Regions from separate parts of the Mus musculus genome. Here regions 1 and 3 are each linked to region 2. A link is a contact called in public HiChIP or PLAC-seq and promoter capture Hi-C data. All regions are on one chromosome and are shown on one strand. Each heading gives the region's core, a stretch centred on a gene start, on an enhancer-like site or on the middle of the called end of the contact. The rest is flanking DNA. Distances are from core to core; before and after follow the strand shown.

Evidence for each region. HiChIP or PLAC-seq counts read pairs in DNA pulled down with a chosen protein or histone mark. Capture Hi-C pulls out chosen DNA fragments and counts their contacts.
Region 1: a contact with region 2 is called in a promoter capture Hi-C map of pancreatic islet. The contact joins the promoter of Vps33a here to the promoter of Morn3 in region 2. A contact is called at or near these places in 1 of 39 promoter capture datasets (pre-B cells), 2 of 115 datasets of contacts at active chromatin or transcription factors (bone marrow-derived macrophages and memory CD8 T cells) and 1 of 9 other capture datasets (pancreatic islet).
Region 3: a FOXA1 HiChIP or PLAC-seq map of pancreatic cancer cells shows a contact between it and region 2. The contact joins the promoter of Fam216a here to the promoter of Morn3 in region 2. A contact is called at or near these places in 2 of 115 datasets of contacts at active chromatin or transcription factors (embryonic stem cells and pancreatic cancer cells) and 2 of 9 other capture datasets (liver and pancreatic islet).

What each region holds. Positions count from the first base shown.
Region 1 is chr5:123,571,374-123,574,305 of GRCm38.p6, forward strand. It overlaps Vps33a (VPS33A CORVET/HOPS core subunit), which reads right to left and starts at 1,642. Exons shown (of 13, transcript NM_029929.3): 1 at 1,507-1,642; 2 at 104-169. The coding sequence starts at 1,608.
Region 2 is chr5:123,045,710-123,048,459 of GRCm38.p6, forward strand. It overlaps Morn3 (MORN repeat containing 3), which reads right to left and starts at 1,307. Exons shown (of 5, transcript NM_029112.2): 1 at 922-1,307. The coding sequence starts at 1,066.
Region 3 is chr5:122,370,770-122,373,668 of GRCm38.p6, forward strand. Fam216a (family with sequence similarity 216, member A) reads right to left here and starts at 1,573. Exons shown (of 7, transcript NM_026883.4): 1 at 1,114-1,573. The coding sequence starts at 1,178. It overlaps Gpn3 (GPN-loop GTPase 3), which reads left to right and starts at 1,739. Exons shown (of 8, transcript NM_024216.2): 1 at 1,739-1,887. The coding sequence starts at 1,840.

The DNA.
Region 1 (2,932 bases), core at 392-2,891, 530 kb after region 2:
ATAGCTTTGCAAGTGATTATTCAGGAAGATATGTTAGAATCCCATTACCCGCACTAGGCTAGATTAATTATTAATTCTTGGATAAATCGCATATGCATATTACCTTTAGTAGTGAGTACTGTGCGATCAGTCCAAATGGTCCTGTTAAGTACTCATCCCACACTATTGCCTGTAAGAGGGGAGAAGCACTCAGAAATTCCACCACCAGCAACAGAAAAGGCAGTTATAACCAGTAAGAATATAATTTTATAAGGTTTAATATTTTCCCTGCCCCACCCCCACTTTAATTATGTCTAGTTGTATGTGTCTGTGCCTGGGTATGTGCAGGTGGGTGCGGTTCCCCTCAGAGGCCAGATCCATCAAATTTCCAAGGATCTGGGGTTACAAGTGGTTGTCTGTAGGTGCCAGCAACTGATCTGGGCTCCTCTGGAAGAGCTACACTCCCTCTTCACCTCTAAGCCACCTTTCCAGAATATTCTTCTAAAAGTTAGAGTTAGGATTTTTAAAGGCTCTGGTCACATTATAGCCTAAGGGTCGAAAAGAACCTTCCACAAAGGGGGAAATTTCATGATACTGGCATCAAAGATCCCTGCTTCCTCCAGGAGAAACACTTTGTAAACCTGGTCCACACAATCTATTATATCTGATTTCGACATCATTTTCAGTTTAATACTGCCCCCTGTGATTTAATAATCTGCCTTTTTGACTCAATGACTTAGTTGGAGCTATGTTTACAAAACTGATTCTTTTTGGGTGGGTGGGGGTAGGGAGTGTTCTTGGTTTTTTCAAGACAGGGTTTCTCTGTGTAGCCCTGGCTGTCCTGGAACTCACTCTGTAGACCAGGCTGGCCTCGAACTCAGAGATCCGTCTGCCTCTGCTTCCCAAGTGCTGGGGCTAAAGGCGTGCGCCACCACTGCCGGGCCCAAAACTGATTCTTTGAGCATCTGTTTTGTTTTTTTCTTCAGATTAGAACTTCCCATTCCCTGTAGAGGGATGGGGTATGATTAATAAATCTCAGAATAGAGGGAAAAAATGCTTAAAAGAAAACCTCACAGCATGGCTCATGCCTGTAGTGCCAGAGGCGAGAGAAAGGAGGAGTGCCGGCAGGAACAGTCTATATAGCCAGGAATAGGCTCAAAAATAAAATGGAGAGCCGATCCCAGCACTCAGAGGCAGTGACAGGTGGATCTCAGTGAGTTCGAGGGCTACACAGCGTTACCCTGTCTCAAACACTGAGAGGAAAACAGGAAGAAAGGAAATTCTATGAAGTCCCCGATCTAGACAAAAAACGATCCATGTTGAAGTTACGAAGTGACAGCTTGTCTTTCACAAGCTGTGTGCCGAGGGCTGTGGGCGTGCGTGCTTCCAGGCTGGAAAGGACAACTGTCTCGCAGGTCGGGGAGCTCCCGGCCAGGGGCTGTCACTGAGCGGGCGACCTGATCGCCCCCACGGCCTCGCACAGTCCCGCCCGGCCAAGCTTGGTGGCGCCGGGGCCCTGTCCCTCACCTTGCTCCCAGCGCACTTGTCCAGGAACTCGCGCAGCTCCCGACGCACCGCCTCGCGCAGCACGTTCAGGTTCACTCGCCCGTACGACAGGTGCGCCGCCATCTTGCCCGGGCACCCGCATTTCCCCAGACGCCGCCTGCGTCACGTGACGGGACGTTCACGTGATCCGAGTCGCTGAGGCACATTGAACGCGAAAGGCGGAGTCCTGCTGACAGTGATGCTCCTTCAAGGTCCTAGTGCGCATGCGAGGAGGAGTCCCCTCCCCGCCCCTTTCTAAAGTATTTCCCTACCATGCCTAAGAATGGTGAGCAGTGAAAATTGACTTTGTTTGTTTGTTTTCGAGACAGGGTTTCTCTGTGTAGCCCTGGCTGTCCTGGAACTCACTCTGTAGAACAGGCTGGCCTCGAACTCAGAAATCCGCCTGCCTCTGCCTCCTAAGTGCTGGGATTAAAGACGTGAGCCACCATCCCCAGGTCTTAAGGATGGAATTTAGATGTTATTTGTCGCGTTTAAAAGCACCATCCTTGTGTCTTCACAGCTAGAATACTGGTGTAAAATGGCGATCGAGGCCAAACTACAAAATGCACCTTACTACACCCAGTAAGTGGTTCAATCGCAGAGCAAGCTTATCTCTCCAAGTTCAAGGCCAGCCTGGTAAACATAGCGAGCTCCAGGACAACCAGGGCTACACAGTGAGACCTGTCTCCACATAAACAAACAATAAATGGACTGGAGAGATGGTTCACCAGTTAAGAGCACCTGCTGCTCTCCCATAGACCAGGTTCCCAGGATCCACAGTATAGCTCGTGACCATCTGTAACTCCGGTTCCAGGGTGTTGTGTTTTATAAAACAAGAAAAGGAAGCCAGGGATATGCTTGATAGAGTGAGGTATGGTGAGGTGGAAGGTGGTGCCTCTGCGAGCTTATGCTGAGACATCCCTTCCCCATGAGGTAACAGCCATATGACGGATATAGTATGGAATAGAGTTTATTTAGGGCATGGGGAGATGGGGAGGGGAGTTGAGGAAGGAGGTGGGGAGGGGAGAGGAGGGAAAGGGGAAGGGAAAGAGAGAGGGGGAGAGGGAGAAAATAGAGGCGTAGAGGCCGGCCAGGAACACGTGGAGACAGACAGGAAAGGGGAAAGGAGAGAGAAGGGAGAGGGAAGAGAGAAGGTAAGAGAGTGGGGGGGGGGGGGCCGCAAGCAGCCTCTTTTATATTGAGTCAGGCACACATGGCTGTTGCCAGGTAACTGCGCAGCAGAGCCTGGAAGAAATGCTAACACGGGATCTAGTGCCCCTTTCTCACCTAGGAGAGCAAGGCACACAGCACTGATAGATACTTTCAGGCAAACACAGTTTAAAAAATAAGAGAGAGAGATGGCTTAGTGGGAACACGCTGTTCTTCCAGAGAACCAGAGTTGGGGTTC
Region 2 (2,750 bases), core at 57-2,556:
TTTGTTACTCCCTCTCTTCCCCTCTCTGGTGCCCTCTATAGCCTAATACCACCTCTTCAGTAGTCACTTCTTCCCAGGTCACCTCATTTGGGAAATGTGATGGTAGTCTACTTTGCAGAGTCTCCCCGAGCACCCTTGCTCTGAGCAATCTTGCTGCGTGTACTTTATAAAGAGACATTGTTGCCACTTAACAGATGAGAAAACCTATAGATAAGGTATTCTAACAATGCAGGCTCAGGGATTCTAGTGTAGATAACCCAGGAAGGCAGGAGAAGAAAGTGGTTAAGTCTGGAATTGCAAGACTAGAGCTTTTAAATAGAGTCCCCGTCCTACCCCCATCCATCCCGGACAAACGTGATTTGCAATGTATCGGCCAGAACCCATTCGCCCCCTGCTGGTTAAGACTTGAGTCCAGGCATACAGGAGTAATCATGGTCACTCAGTTACTTCTGGGGGGTTGGATAGGTCCAACCTGTGTCTTGAGGCCCAGACCTTGTGCCCCCACCATCTGCAGAGCATCAGGGCAGCATCTGAAGCCCACAACGCCTACTGCAAGTCATTTTCTTAATGTGTTGACCTTTTCAACCAACCCCAGGCTCTGCTACCCTGTCAGAAGACAGAGAGCGATCCAGCACCCCCAGAACCCCACCCAGCTTTGGGCTGGCTTCTGATGATCCCTATCCCATTTTTGTTTTCTGTCCCTAGACTCTGGCTCAGCTGAAGTCAGGGCTGACTTGGACTTCAGAGCCACAGCCCCCTGCTGGTCCCGGTTCTGGTCACTAAGTGGGGTTGGGAACAAAACAAGATCGCTTATGTTCTTAATGGACTCTGTAACAGTGCTTTTTGTTTTGTTTTGCATTGCCCACCCACTCTGACCCCACGCTGGCCACTAATCCCCGGAGGCTCTCCCGCTTAGCTTACCGTGTTTCAAGTTGCCCTTCCATTCGCCCACGTAGTGATCGCCGTTCACAGCAAACACTTGGTGTCTCAGTCCGTTCTTCTGGGCTTTCCGGTCCCACCCTTTCCACGGCGGCTCTACTTTCCTTGGACACTTAGTGACCGGCATGCTGGCTGCCTCTGTGGTGTTGCGGGGGTGCTAGCAGGAGGTAGGGGCATCAGGGGCTCAGTGACTCCCGTGTATCCTGGGGATCCTGGTACTTCCTGGGGAGGTGCCTGCCTGAGTTCCAATAGGGCAGGTCATTTGTGTTCTGAGTCCCCAGGGCAGGTGAAGAGCCCTCAGTGGGGATCCCTCTGTGCTGGACTGACCCACAACAGTCCTTGCCCTTGCATTCTCCTAGGGTCCATCTGTCAGGGATGTGATGGCATAATTCCTTTGGAACCCAGGGATTGTGATGACACTGGAGAGAAGCTGCCCCTGGGAAAAATGATGCTCACAGGTGACTTAATGACTTGAAAGACCAATCAGGAACCGACTTTGGTAGAAGAGACTCGAAGTAAGAAAGATCAGATGGTACCAAGTACTGGGACCACTCCAGGTGTATCAGAGGGTATCAGGCAGACAGCTGCCTGCCCTGTTAGCCCTTGCCCTACGTACCTGGTAGATGGGACAGATGAAGCTCAGGGGTTGCCTTTCAGCAGGGGAGATCCCACAAATCAGAGACTGATTTCATGGTGACTAACTGTCCCAGACTGCAAGTCTAGCTATACAGTGAGACCTTGTCTCAAAACAAACACAGTTGGACAGCCCTTGGCTCACTGGTCATCCTTCCACATCTGAGCCCTACGACTCTTATCTGGTAGAGCCATAGACTCTAGAGGGAAACAGTGGGTGGCCCAGGGTCTCCTCCCCATGTCTGGGAGCCCCGACCTGTTTTCCTCAGGTCCCCAGAATCTCCAGAAGGGATTGTTCATGTCTTTCCATCTGTCTCCAGCTGGCTCATGGGTGATAAAAACGTTCCTATCTACATCCTGGGGACCGCAATCTCCCTCAACTAATACAACCACATACTCCATAGGTTCTGAGGCTGTACAAATCCACTCCCATTAAATCTTGCACCGGCAGCACATACACACAGGTGCTGCCAATCAAAATATCCTCAGGTTGAAGCCAGTTCTAGGAGGTCATGGTATCTTAGCATCCACCCACAGGGTCAGCCTCACAACCTGTGTGCTTCAGGTTGGACACTGTGCCTGCCACCTGTGCATGTTTTACAGCCTCTGTTCCCACAGAGGGGACTACTGGCACATGACTTTAATCCCAGCACTCAGGAGGCAGAGGCAGGAAGATATCTGAGTTCAAGGCCAGCCTGGTCTACAGAGTGAGTTCCAGGATAGTCAGGGCTACACAGAGAAACCCTGTCTTGAAAAGCCAAAAACCCAAAATAAAAACAAAACAAACAAACAAAAAAATCAAAACAAAACAAAGCTTGCTTTTTTTTTTTTTTAATATGGAGTCTTGCTATGGCTCTGTGGCCCTGGCTGACATGGAACTCCATACTCCATATGTAGACCAGATGTAGACCAGGCTAGCCCCTAATTTGCATTATTCTTCTTGCCTCCTGAGTGCTGGCATAAAAGACATGTACCACTACACTCAAGTTCATTCATTCATTCATTCTCTCTGCCCCTTTCTGTTTCTAATAGGGTGTCATGTAGTACAGGTTAGACTCAAACTCCCAATGTAGCTGAGAATGACTTTTTTTCAATCCAGGGTCTCATGTAACCCAGGCTAGCCTCAGACTCACGATGCAGGATGACTTTAAATTAGCGGTCCTCCCAACTCTACCTCC
Region 3 (2,899 bases), core at 323-2,822, 670 kb before region 2:
TGCGGCACCACTCCCAGCTGGACTGGATGTCTGAAAACAGAGACAGCTGCACACGCTCTTGACTTTTTCCTGTTTCCATCAATGTCTTACCAAGTTTCTCCTCTAGATTGGCTACAAAAAAGAATACAGCTTTTTCTAAGTGAGTGGTCAGATTTTTAGCATACTAGGATGAACGTGTGAGTGTGTGTATGTTACTGGGAGATAGAACTCAGGGCTAACCAACACTATACAAGTGCTCTACTACCACCAAGCTGGATCCCTAGTCTAATATTTACTTTACCAGAAAGGACTTAGGTAAATCTGGTCTCATAGCGTCCTAGTCTAATTCTACAGTGAGATCAAGCCTGTAGTTTGCTTGGTTCCTGTACTTAGCCACATGATATCTTTCTTGTTCTTTAATAGAAGTAATTTCTGTCCTGGAAAGAACAATTACGTTGTGCTGGAACTAGTACGCTGGTTTGTTAATTGTTTCCAATCATGGATCTGGTCTTTTTACTTTTTTCAAAAAATGAAATTGATTCCTGTAGCCGGGTAGTGGTGGCACACGCCTTTAATCCCAGCACTCGGGAGGCAGAGGCAGGTGGATTTCTGAGTTCAGGCCAGCCTGGTCTACAGTGAGTTCCAGGACAGCCAGGGCTACACAGAGAAACCCTGTCTCGGGGAAAAAAAAAAAAAAGTCTTAGCACCAAATATATATTTACAATAAAATGTACATTTAATAATAATGTACTTAATAAACATAAATATATTTTTATTTCATGGCCACGGATTCAGATTCTACAAGAGCCATGATTGTGGGCCTAGTTGGATCCCAGTCATCCCGCCTCTTGATTTTTTTAAGGAAGGAGGCCAGGAGGGGGACAGGGAAGCATGGCATCCAGCTGTGATATCAGAAGTCAACTGTCCTCAGCCATCTAGGGGACAGTTAAAACCTTCCCAGGCCCGAGGCGGCTGGACCCTCGGCTCCCCGCCAGGTTAGGAGCCCGAAAGCTCAGTCTCTGTCCTGCTCCGAGGCCGCCTCGGCAGCCGAGCCCCGCTAGAGCCCGCTCCCCCCCCCCCCCCCCCCCCCCCCGTCTCGCGCCTCCTCGGCAGGGGTTCCCAAGGCCGCCTCACCCTTCACCGCCTTCCGTCCGGGCCAAGGCGGGCGGCCCCGCGACCCCGGGCCAACGGCTCGGCATCCCGTCCACACGCGTGCACCACACCGGCTCTGAGTCGGCGGCCTCCGGCTCTCCCCACTCCGACCCTGCTCAAGTGGCCGCCGGATGGTGCGGAGGAAGACCCGAGTTCCTGGAGCTGTAGACCCGAGGGCGGAGGAACCTCAGGTAACCAGGCTCCTGCGCCTGGGCATCTCTCGCTGACAAGGACGCGTCAGGGCAAATCCATCCACACGCACCCTAAAGCAAGTATTCCTTATCCACCTCAGTATTCTAGACCCTCAGAGGACCTGCAGACCTTCGGTTGTCACCCTATGTGTCAAACCCAAGCACCGGTGCTGCGGCCCGGGGGCGCGGAGCGTAATTCGCGATCCGCTATCACCTAGGCAACCGCCTTCGCCGGAGGCCCAACCGATAACGGCTCTCGGCTCTTTCTCTTTCTCTCTCTGCGCACGCGTGAACGAACTCGTGTCCCCGCCTCCTCTCTGAGCACGGCACGCGTTTCGGAAGGCATTTTGGCCCTGGGGACGCTCCGTAGTCTATGGTGTAGTAAATACCCGTGCTGAACGAGCGATCTGTGGTTGCGATTGGCTCCTACGCACATTCCCCGGAACGCCGTGGCTGTCGCGCGAAGGCTGAAGGGAGTGTGGCCGTCGGCTGTGTGTGAAACCCCCGGAGAGGCGGCATGCCTCGATATGCGCAGCTCGTCATGGGCCCCGCGGGCAGCGGGAAGGTGAGCCTGGAGGAGCTGCGGTGCGTGGGTGGCTGGGCTCCGGGGAAACCCTGGGTATACGGCTTCCTGCTCTCTGCTTGTACCTTGCTTTTTTTTTTTTTTTTGTTTGTCTGGGAGTGATAGCAGCTTTAATAGCTCTTGAGCGGCTTGAGAGAGGGCTGAGCGCTCAAGAGCTTGTTCTGTCCTCCCAAAAGACTTCAGTTCTGTCCAGCACCCAGACAGAGCTGCAGGACACCTTTGCTCCAGGAACTGCCCTGGTCGTTCCAGGTGTCTTCATATCCATTCTGTGTGCTTGATCCTATACCCATTCTACAGATTACAAACACAGAAAGGTTTATTTTGTTCAAAATCATACGCTTACTTAGGTCCGCCCCGGAATCTGAGTCTGGGTTGTTGGTCTTTTTGTTTTTTTGGTTTTTTTTCCCCTGTCTAATTCCAGACAAGGCCCCCTGCCACGCACCCAGTATGGGGTCTTTTCTTCCCTTTTTCTCAGAAGTTTGGAGTATGGGTTTCAGATAAGTTTGTAGATATGCACTGTTTGTGGGCATTTTTTTCTTTTTCCTTTGAGACAGGGTTTTTCTGTGTAGCCCTGGCTGTCCTGGAACTCACTCTGTAGACCAGGCTGGCCTTGAACTCAGAAATCCGCCTGCCTCAGCCTCCCACGTGCTGGGATTAAAGGCGTCTGCCACCACTGCCTGGCTCTAGTTTTTATATTTATTTTTTTTGTGTGATACAGTGTTTCTTTGTGTACATATTAAGAGAATGATGCTAAGGACACTTAAGCACAGTAGAAACGGCAATGGTGACATTTGAGGGATGCCTAGAGTCTATAGAGGTGTTTGTATCATTTTAATATTTAATAAATACAATATTCAGAGTACTAGAGATGGCTGTGTGACTCCACAGGGCCTGTCATCTGATCTGGAAGGTACACAGCTCACCTGTCAGTTACAGTGCATCTGTATGGTGGGGCTGTCCTAGGTAGAGAGAACAGGCTGTCAAAAGGAAGCGT